Regions from separate parts of the Anser cygnoides genome. Here region 1 is linked to region 2. A link is a contact called in public Hi-C data. All regions are on one chromosome and are shown on one strand. The core of a region is the stretch at or near the end of the contact, and the rest is flanking DNA. Distances in the headings are between cores, read along the strand shown. Region 1 holds the start of MAPKBP1 (mitogen-activated protein kinase binding protein 1). Region 2 overlaps MAPKBP1 (mitogen-activated protein kinase binding protein 1).

What was found. Hi-C and Micro-C count contacts between places; a contact is called where the count stands out from the background.
Region 1: a Hi-C map of granulosa cells shows a contact between it and region 2, with 1.8 times the contacts expected there. The contact joins the promoter of MAPKBP1 here to the enhancer-like site in region 2. A contact is called at or near these places in 2 of 7 Hi-C or Micro-C datasets (granulosa cells and liver).

The regions. Positions count from the first base shown.
Region 1 is chr5:32,869,272-32,872,649 of Taihu_goose_T2T_genome, reverse strand. It overlaps MAPKBP1 (mitogen-activated protein kinase binding protein 1), which reads left to right and starts at 1,431. Exons shown (of 29, transcript XM_066997781.1): 1 at 1,431-1,639; 2 at 2,219-2,561. The coding sequence starts at 2,445.
Region 2 is chr5:32,817,478-32,820,936 of Taihu_goose_T2T_genome, reverse strand. It overlaps MAPKBP1 (mitogen-activated protein kinase binding protein 1), which reads left to right. Exons shown (of 29, transcript XM_066997781.1): 6 at 2,434-2,604. Among named protein-coding and RNA genes, the nearest start is that of JMJD7, 45 kb to the right of the region's middle. Within about 2 kb of position 1,621, at least 1 of the 3 cell types and tissues checked has open chromatin away from gene starts, as enhancers often do.

The DNA.
Region 1 (3,378 bases), core at 182-2,681, 52 kb before region 2:
CTCACTAGAACTGCTCCCAGTCTGGATAAAACTAAGCACCCGCTAAATCTTTATAGAAGAGGGATTTTACTTTTTTTTTTCTTTTTTTTTTTTTTTTCTTTTCCCAGCAGCTCTGTTTTCCTTCATAAATCCCTACTCACCCTTTGAAACAGGGCTCTGCTTTCCAGCAAAGTGGCAATAGGTAGGAATGGACAACACCCACATTTTCTGAAAGAATCCTCTTATGTGCCTCTTCTTGGGCTGCAGACCATGTTTGGGTGTGGAAGCTAAGATACTTTTGTTCCTATCTCCCACAGACTTCAATTACTTTTACTTAAAGAAATAATTGCGACACTGCTGACTTGCAATTTAATTGTAAATTTAAAAAAATGTGGTATATTTCTGAAAGCCTGGAACCACGCTGCTTTTTGACTCATAGCAACAGGTGTGGATTTCTTTAGGGCACCTATGTATGAAGGCTAAAGATTAATGAAGGTTAGAAACCAACATTTTAAACACACTTCTTGCAGGTTACTGTGGCATGACAGGAGCTCATAGAGATTGGAAAGATGTCCTGTGTTATGCCTCTAGGTGTTTCCTTCAATATATGCAGGTTTCTGACCAGCCAAGCCTTAAGATCGTAATCCTGGCTGCTCAGAATCCCTCTTTGAATGGAAAACAACCTTTTCTTGAAATACAGGCAGTGTGGGGTCACATAGTCACAAGCTGTGACACTGGCAGTGTGCTGGCCGTTGTGGTCACCACTAAGGGCAAGACCACGGCCTGTGTGGATTGATTGGCATGGTAAAGCTGTGCCTGAACTTTCTGAACACTGAAGATTTTCATGGCCTGTGTTTTTGGCACGGTCACCCCCAGTTGCCACGCATACTCTGGGTTTGAGTCAGTTGTGGAAGATGGGATGGTCATCACTGAGGGGAAACTGGGGAGGGATTGCGGAGCAAGCAGCAAGGAGCCCGCAGGGCGTTCTGAAGATGGACTGAGAATGGCAGCTGCCATCCCTGAAGGTGTTTAAGAGACTCGTGGACGTGGTGCATTAGTGAGGGACTTGGCAGTGCAAGATGGAAGCCGGACTCGGTGATGCTGAGGGTCTTTCCCAACCCATGACTGTGCTAAAGAAGGGGGTGCCAGCAGGTTTTTTTCATAGGGCGGACCCTCAGAAACACCACTTTCCTTCCCCTCCTCCAGGCCAGTCCCTAAACTCCCCCAGAGCTCAACGCCCCCTCGGACAGCACTTGCCGAACCGCCCCCCTCCCCCGCCTCGCCCGCCGCCGCCTCACGGCGCCCGTGAGGGGGCGGCGCGAGCTCCCCGCGCCCGCTAACGGCCGCCCTCGCGCCGCGCCAGCCCTCCGCCAGGGGCGCGCGCCCCCAGCTCCGCCGCCGCCGCCGCTTGACCCGCGCGAGGCGCCGTAGCGCGGCCGGGCGGCGCTGGGCTCCCGGGGGCGGCCGCCCCCCGCTGCTGCCTGAGGCCCGGCGCCGCGGGGCCGCCCCTTCGCCGCCGCCGCCGCCGCCGCTGAGGGAACGGCCCCCGCCCCGCCCGGCCGCGGGGGCGGCCCGCCAGGCGGCCCCTCCTCGGGGGAGGCCGCATGGGCAGGCGCTGCGGGGCGCCGCGGTCGCCGGCAGAGCGGCGGCTGGGCGGCAGGTAGGGGAGGCTGGGGGCCGGGAGCGGGGCCGGGGCGGCCCCCGCGGCACCCCCCTGCCGAGGGGCAGCGTCCGGCCGGAGCCCCGCGGTGGCGGGCGGCAGCCCCTGGCCGCGCTCTCCCCGGGCGGTGCGGCTGCGGAACGTGCCCTGCCTGCCCCGCCGGGTGTCGCCCCTTCTGCCTGCGTGTCCTCGGAGCGGAGCTCGGTCCGTGGGAGGTAAAAACTCCCTCGTGGTTGTGCCGCGGCTCCGGGCTGTAAGGATCGAGCGCCGCGTTGCGCTTTCCGGGCTGCAGAGCCCGGCTCCGGGGCAGGCACAAGGGGCTGGACGGACCCCGTTGATTTTTGTGGTTGTAGGAGCTGATGCTGAAGCGTAGGAAGATCAGGTTTCTTGATCTGATCTGAATTGATTTAGAGCTGCTAAATGGTAGTAAAAAGAAGGATCGCTTGTATGGACGCCTCTGAGAATAAATAACGCTGCATCCATCTTTATTATTAAATCTTGCATTTGGCGTTTCTCGTAAAGAATGAAGCTTAAAAAATCATTGCGAATGTTTTACTGACCCCTGGGTGCATCTTTCAGTTTAGATTGCTGCTGATTTGATCCTCTGGAATCTGCAAAAGGAAAGCCTGCCAGCCTCTGTGAATAGCTTTGCAGTGTAACAGGAGTGGAGTCCCCGAGCAGAATCCCTGAGAGATGTGTGAACAAGCGTGAGCAAAGCTGAGCACCTTGGTATTTCTGCCTCAAACCTGGGCTCGTTCCCCAGGCACGGTTTGCACGGGGTGTAATACCCTCCTGATACCTGGAGATGATGTCGGTTGAAGGGTCTACAATAACAAGTCGGATCAAAAACCTGCTTCGCTCCCCTTCCATTAAGCTGAGAAGAAGCAAGCCTGGGAACAAGCGTGAAGATATCGGCAGTAAGGTGAGTACGGTGTGGTGCTGCCAGAATGCCTCGACTTTGTTGCCTGTGGTCCCATCTGTACCGAAAATAGTGCTTTGGGAGGCCTGGTGTGACCACAGAATTGTCTTTTAGTTGAGATCCTTACGGTGCTGCAAATTCTTGCAAAAGCCAGGGTCTCTCTTTCGAAAGGCACTCTGCTTGTGGTGTATGTGACTGGAGGTACTCAGTCTGAAGATACTGTATTGGAAAGCTTTTGGGGTTTTGTTCATTCTGGCATATGGAGATGTTATGGATGACTGACAGGAGGAACATAATGCTCTTTTTTCCTCCACATTTCCAACTGCTACCCAATGTTACAGGCAACTAATAATCCACAAAGACCTGTTTTTCCATGTAAGCGATGGCTGCCGGCCCCACGGGGGAGTGCTCTGTGAGCACCTGGGGAAGGGTGGGATGGTCTGAAATGTGATTTGTGTCTCTGAGGTGGCCATTCAGGCAGGGGTTGCATTCCACAGTCCTGCATGGGCTTTCCTCCATCTTCCCTTCTCTGTGTGCTTCAGACTGAGCTCTCTCTTCTCTAGGAGATGCCTTGTCTGGGTGTAGTTGGTTCAACCTGAAAAATTCCTCGTTCCTCTCGGTGCTGCAGAGGATTCCTGACAGACAGTCACTCACTGGGAATTGGCTGGTGTCATGAGGAGAGGAGGCTGACTTCTCCCCAGCTGCAGGGAGAAGAGGAGCTGGGTGGCATTGCCTTGTGCTGAGAGCAGGCGCCTCTGAGTCAGGGCACCTGGTTCTTTCCCTGCCACTGATTCACTTGTAACCCTGGGCAAATCACTCA
Region 2 (3,459 bases), core at 372-2,871:
ATGGACTGTATGTCATGAGTTTGGAATTGCTGGATGTTAGAAATCCACAGAAATGTTGCCTGTCCCCCTTATGGTTGGGCTCAGTTTGCTCTTGTGTGTGATTAATAATAATTTATCATTAGTTTCTGTGCCTCTGTAAGACATGGGGAGTGAGCATGTGTGAAACACGTCCCCTCCTGAGCCTCAGCCACAGAGAAGTATATCACAGCCCTGTCAAGGAGGCTGTTCACTCCAGAGGTCCCTGGAGCAGTCACTGTGATGGCAGCTGTCATGCCACTGGGTAGCGCCCTAGCCTGAATCCTGCATGGATTAGGCCAACAGTAGAAACAGTAGTGTTTTGAGATGGAGGCTGCCTTGGCACACACAAAAAACAAAAACATGGATATTCCATCAGAGCATCAGAGATTTTGTTGTTGTTAACTTTTTAGTGAAAGCACAAGATTTTATACTGTAATTTGTTTTTAATTGCTCCTTATCCTCTAGAAGTTGTAAGGTATATAAAAAAAGGCCTTATAATTTTATATGTAATTTTCTTTTATGTGTATATAAGTAAATAAATTAAAAAAAACAAACTCTTTTTTTGTACCTCTCTGCTGCTCTATTCTTTTCATGTGAGGTAGAAAAAGACGTGAAAAATGAAGTGGATATTTTTCTTACTGACAACCCAAGCTTTCCAGTTTGACACTTCACTGGGGCAAAGGGCAAGTTTTGATTTAAAAAAAAAAAAAAAAGCTTTTCCAGTTATACTTGAAAGTTGATGTGTTGTTTTTTTTTTGCCTTGTTGCAAAACATGTCTCCTCTTGCCCTGTTGTAAGGCCATTTCTCTTTTTGTATCCTCCCGCATGCCTGACATTTGAGTTCGAACTTGGTGGAGTGGTGTCCCCTGCCGGTGTCAGCAGCCTCTTCTTGCTTGGTCCTGTGGGTGGTCCCCCAGGGAAATGCTTACTGAGTTCACTTTGTCAAACTCGCTTTTAGCAGCCTCATGCTAATTCTGCCTCTTAGCAACTTAGCTTCCTGCACGACTGGCTTTTCAGGAAGGAGAGCACAGAGATTTGTCCTTGGCATACCATGCACATCAAATGTCTTTTGAATATTTCAATACAAAGGAAAATTAATTTTTTTTCTCCCTATGGAGGCATAAATTGCTCGTGCATGGGGATGACGCAGAGCTTGCTTTTGGTGAACATTTATTATATGATTGAATATGAATTCAACTTCTTAAGGTCCGCAGGTTTATGCTAAGATGTTAGGAAATATATATATGTATATACACACATATGCATTTGTTTAAGTACAGTAATTGCTTGAAAGAGCAGCTGATTTAGCTCACTGTAGCATCTTGACAGCCAGCTTCAGACCTGAGCTCTGCTGTGCAGGAGAACTGCACTAACTGCAGCAAAATCTGACCATAGCACTTTTCTGGGCTACAAGCAGTTGCTTGGCAAAGCTTTTGGACAAGACAATTAAACATTCACAGTTCTGAGTTGCTAAAGATTTGATTTCTCCTTCTTGTGTTCGGAGTTGCCTCTCCCACACAGTCAAACGACTTAACCCTGATCAGAAAAGGTACTGTTTTGCCATGTTGCCATGGAAATGTTATCGGGCAAGCTACCGTTTTGACAGATTACAACATTACAACGTGAAATCGTGATAGACTCTTGAGTAGGATTTGCTCATCAGGCACATTCTTGGCCAACATTTCAGCTCATCTTCTGCTTCGTTTTATTTTCCTTGAATAACAAATAACTAAAAAAAAAAAATGAATTGTCTGGCAAAAGGTGCTGACTTAGCATTTCTGAAGTCTATGAGCTTCTCTTTCTTTTGACAACAAACATAAAGACAAAGGACATCTATTCTCTCAATGCCTTTCTCTGGTACTACCTTGCCCATATTCTTTCAGGCAGCATGCATTCATGTGTTACCTTTGTGACAGAAATGGTGCTGTTAGTCTCCCAGATGCCTCTCTGAAATGGTGCGTGATAATTAACTTGAACAGTCACATCATGACCTGGTTTGGGATCTCTGATGTCCATGTTGTGTCCAATGCCTTTCATTGCACTGAGTCCAGAGATGCAATGTCACGTAATCTTTTTCAGAAACTGGCCATGAATTCCCTTTGCAAAGATCAGGGATGTACATGAAAGGTAGTGTTATAGTCTTTGGGTGTTTTGTGAGGAGGGTAAGAAAAGGATTAAAGCAAGGGAGGTAGTCTTAGCGCCTTCAGACACCTGTTGAAATGCATATGCTCATTAGGTTGGCAGCCTCAACTTGGGCTTTAAAGATTTGAAAGAACTTGAGTCTAACCTCACCCTGCTGTGATTCCAGCAACTAGACATCTTTTTCCAAGCCCCCCCACTTATGTATGCTTGAATCTGTCAGAACTGCCCTCAAGAGTTACGTTTCCTGTTCTGTGTGTGTTCTTCTCCCCTCCAGAGCGGACACATGCCGGCTGTTCGGGTGTGGGATGTCGCTGAGAGAACCCAGGTGGCCGAGCTCCAAGAGCACAAGTATGGGGTGGCCTGTGTGGCATTCTCGCCCAGCTCCAAGTACATTGTGTCAGTGGGGTACCAGCATGACATGATTGTCAACGTGTGGTCGTGGAAGGTAAGTTCTTCAGGAGGTTGAGTGGACCACAGAGTTGTTAAGTTAAAAAGAGTGGGCAGTCTGTCATTAAGCTATTTCAGTTCTGTCTTGCTTTCTGCCCTTTTTTGTGTTTGTTTTTTTGACACTCATAGATGCAGACAAGCTTGGACGTGAGAGAAAGCTATGGTCCCTTAGGGATGGTCTAAATCACTTCAGTGCGGGGATATTCTCCAGACTTGGAGACACTTGACATCTTGCTGTCCTGTCAGAAAAGCCTGGGCTCTGAAACCTTGTCAAAGCCATGTGCTTTTTTAGAGGTTTGTTAGAAAGCTAATTTACGAGGTTGAGGAAGGAAACTCTCATCAACCAGGGATTCTTTGTTGGTGTAGTGGATGCCCTTGGCTCATTTTGCCTTTGTTGTGTCAGCATCTGTAATGCTTCAATTCCATCCTTGATGATTTGGAATGGGAATTTAAAGAAGGATGATGGAGGCCATGCGGTCTGCCATTGGGTTGAGGCAACATTGTGTGGAAATAATGCCTTTCTCTTATCCATTAAAAAACATTAAAGTGTGTGTTTTTTGTATTGAAAACAAAACAAAAAACCACACACACACATTTGTAGGCAGGCTTATGCTACGTAGGCTTGGAGCCTTCTGCATTAGTAAAAGCTAAGCATTTATGTGTTGGGTCAGCTCCTGCAACCTCTTCAGGTGCAGTAACCCTCTCTAAAAGATGTGTTTTAAAAACCACACTTCAGTGCATCTGTTAAATCTCATGTGATGTAGCTTATGAGTCTGCTTATTTAGTTTGTTACCCTCTTCATCACATTTCCTGTGCTTTAATTTAGTTCTCCCACATGAGCTGAAGTTTGGCC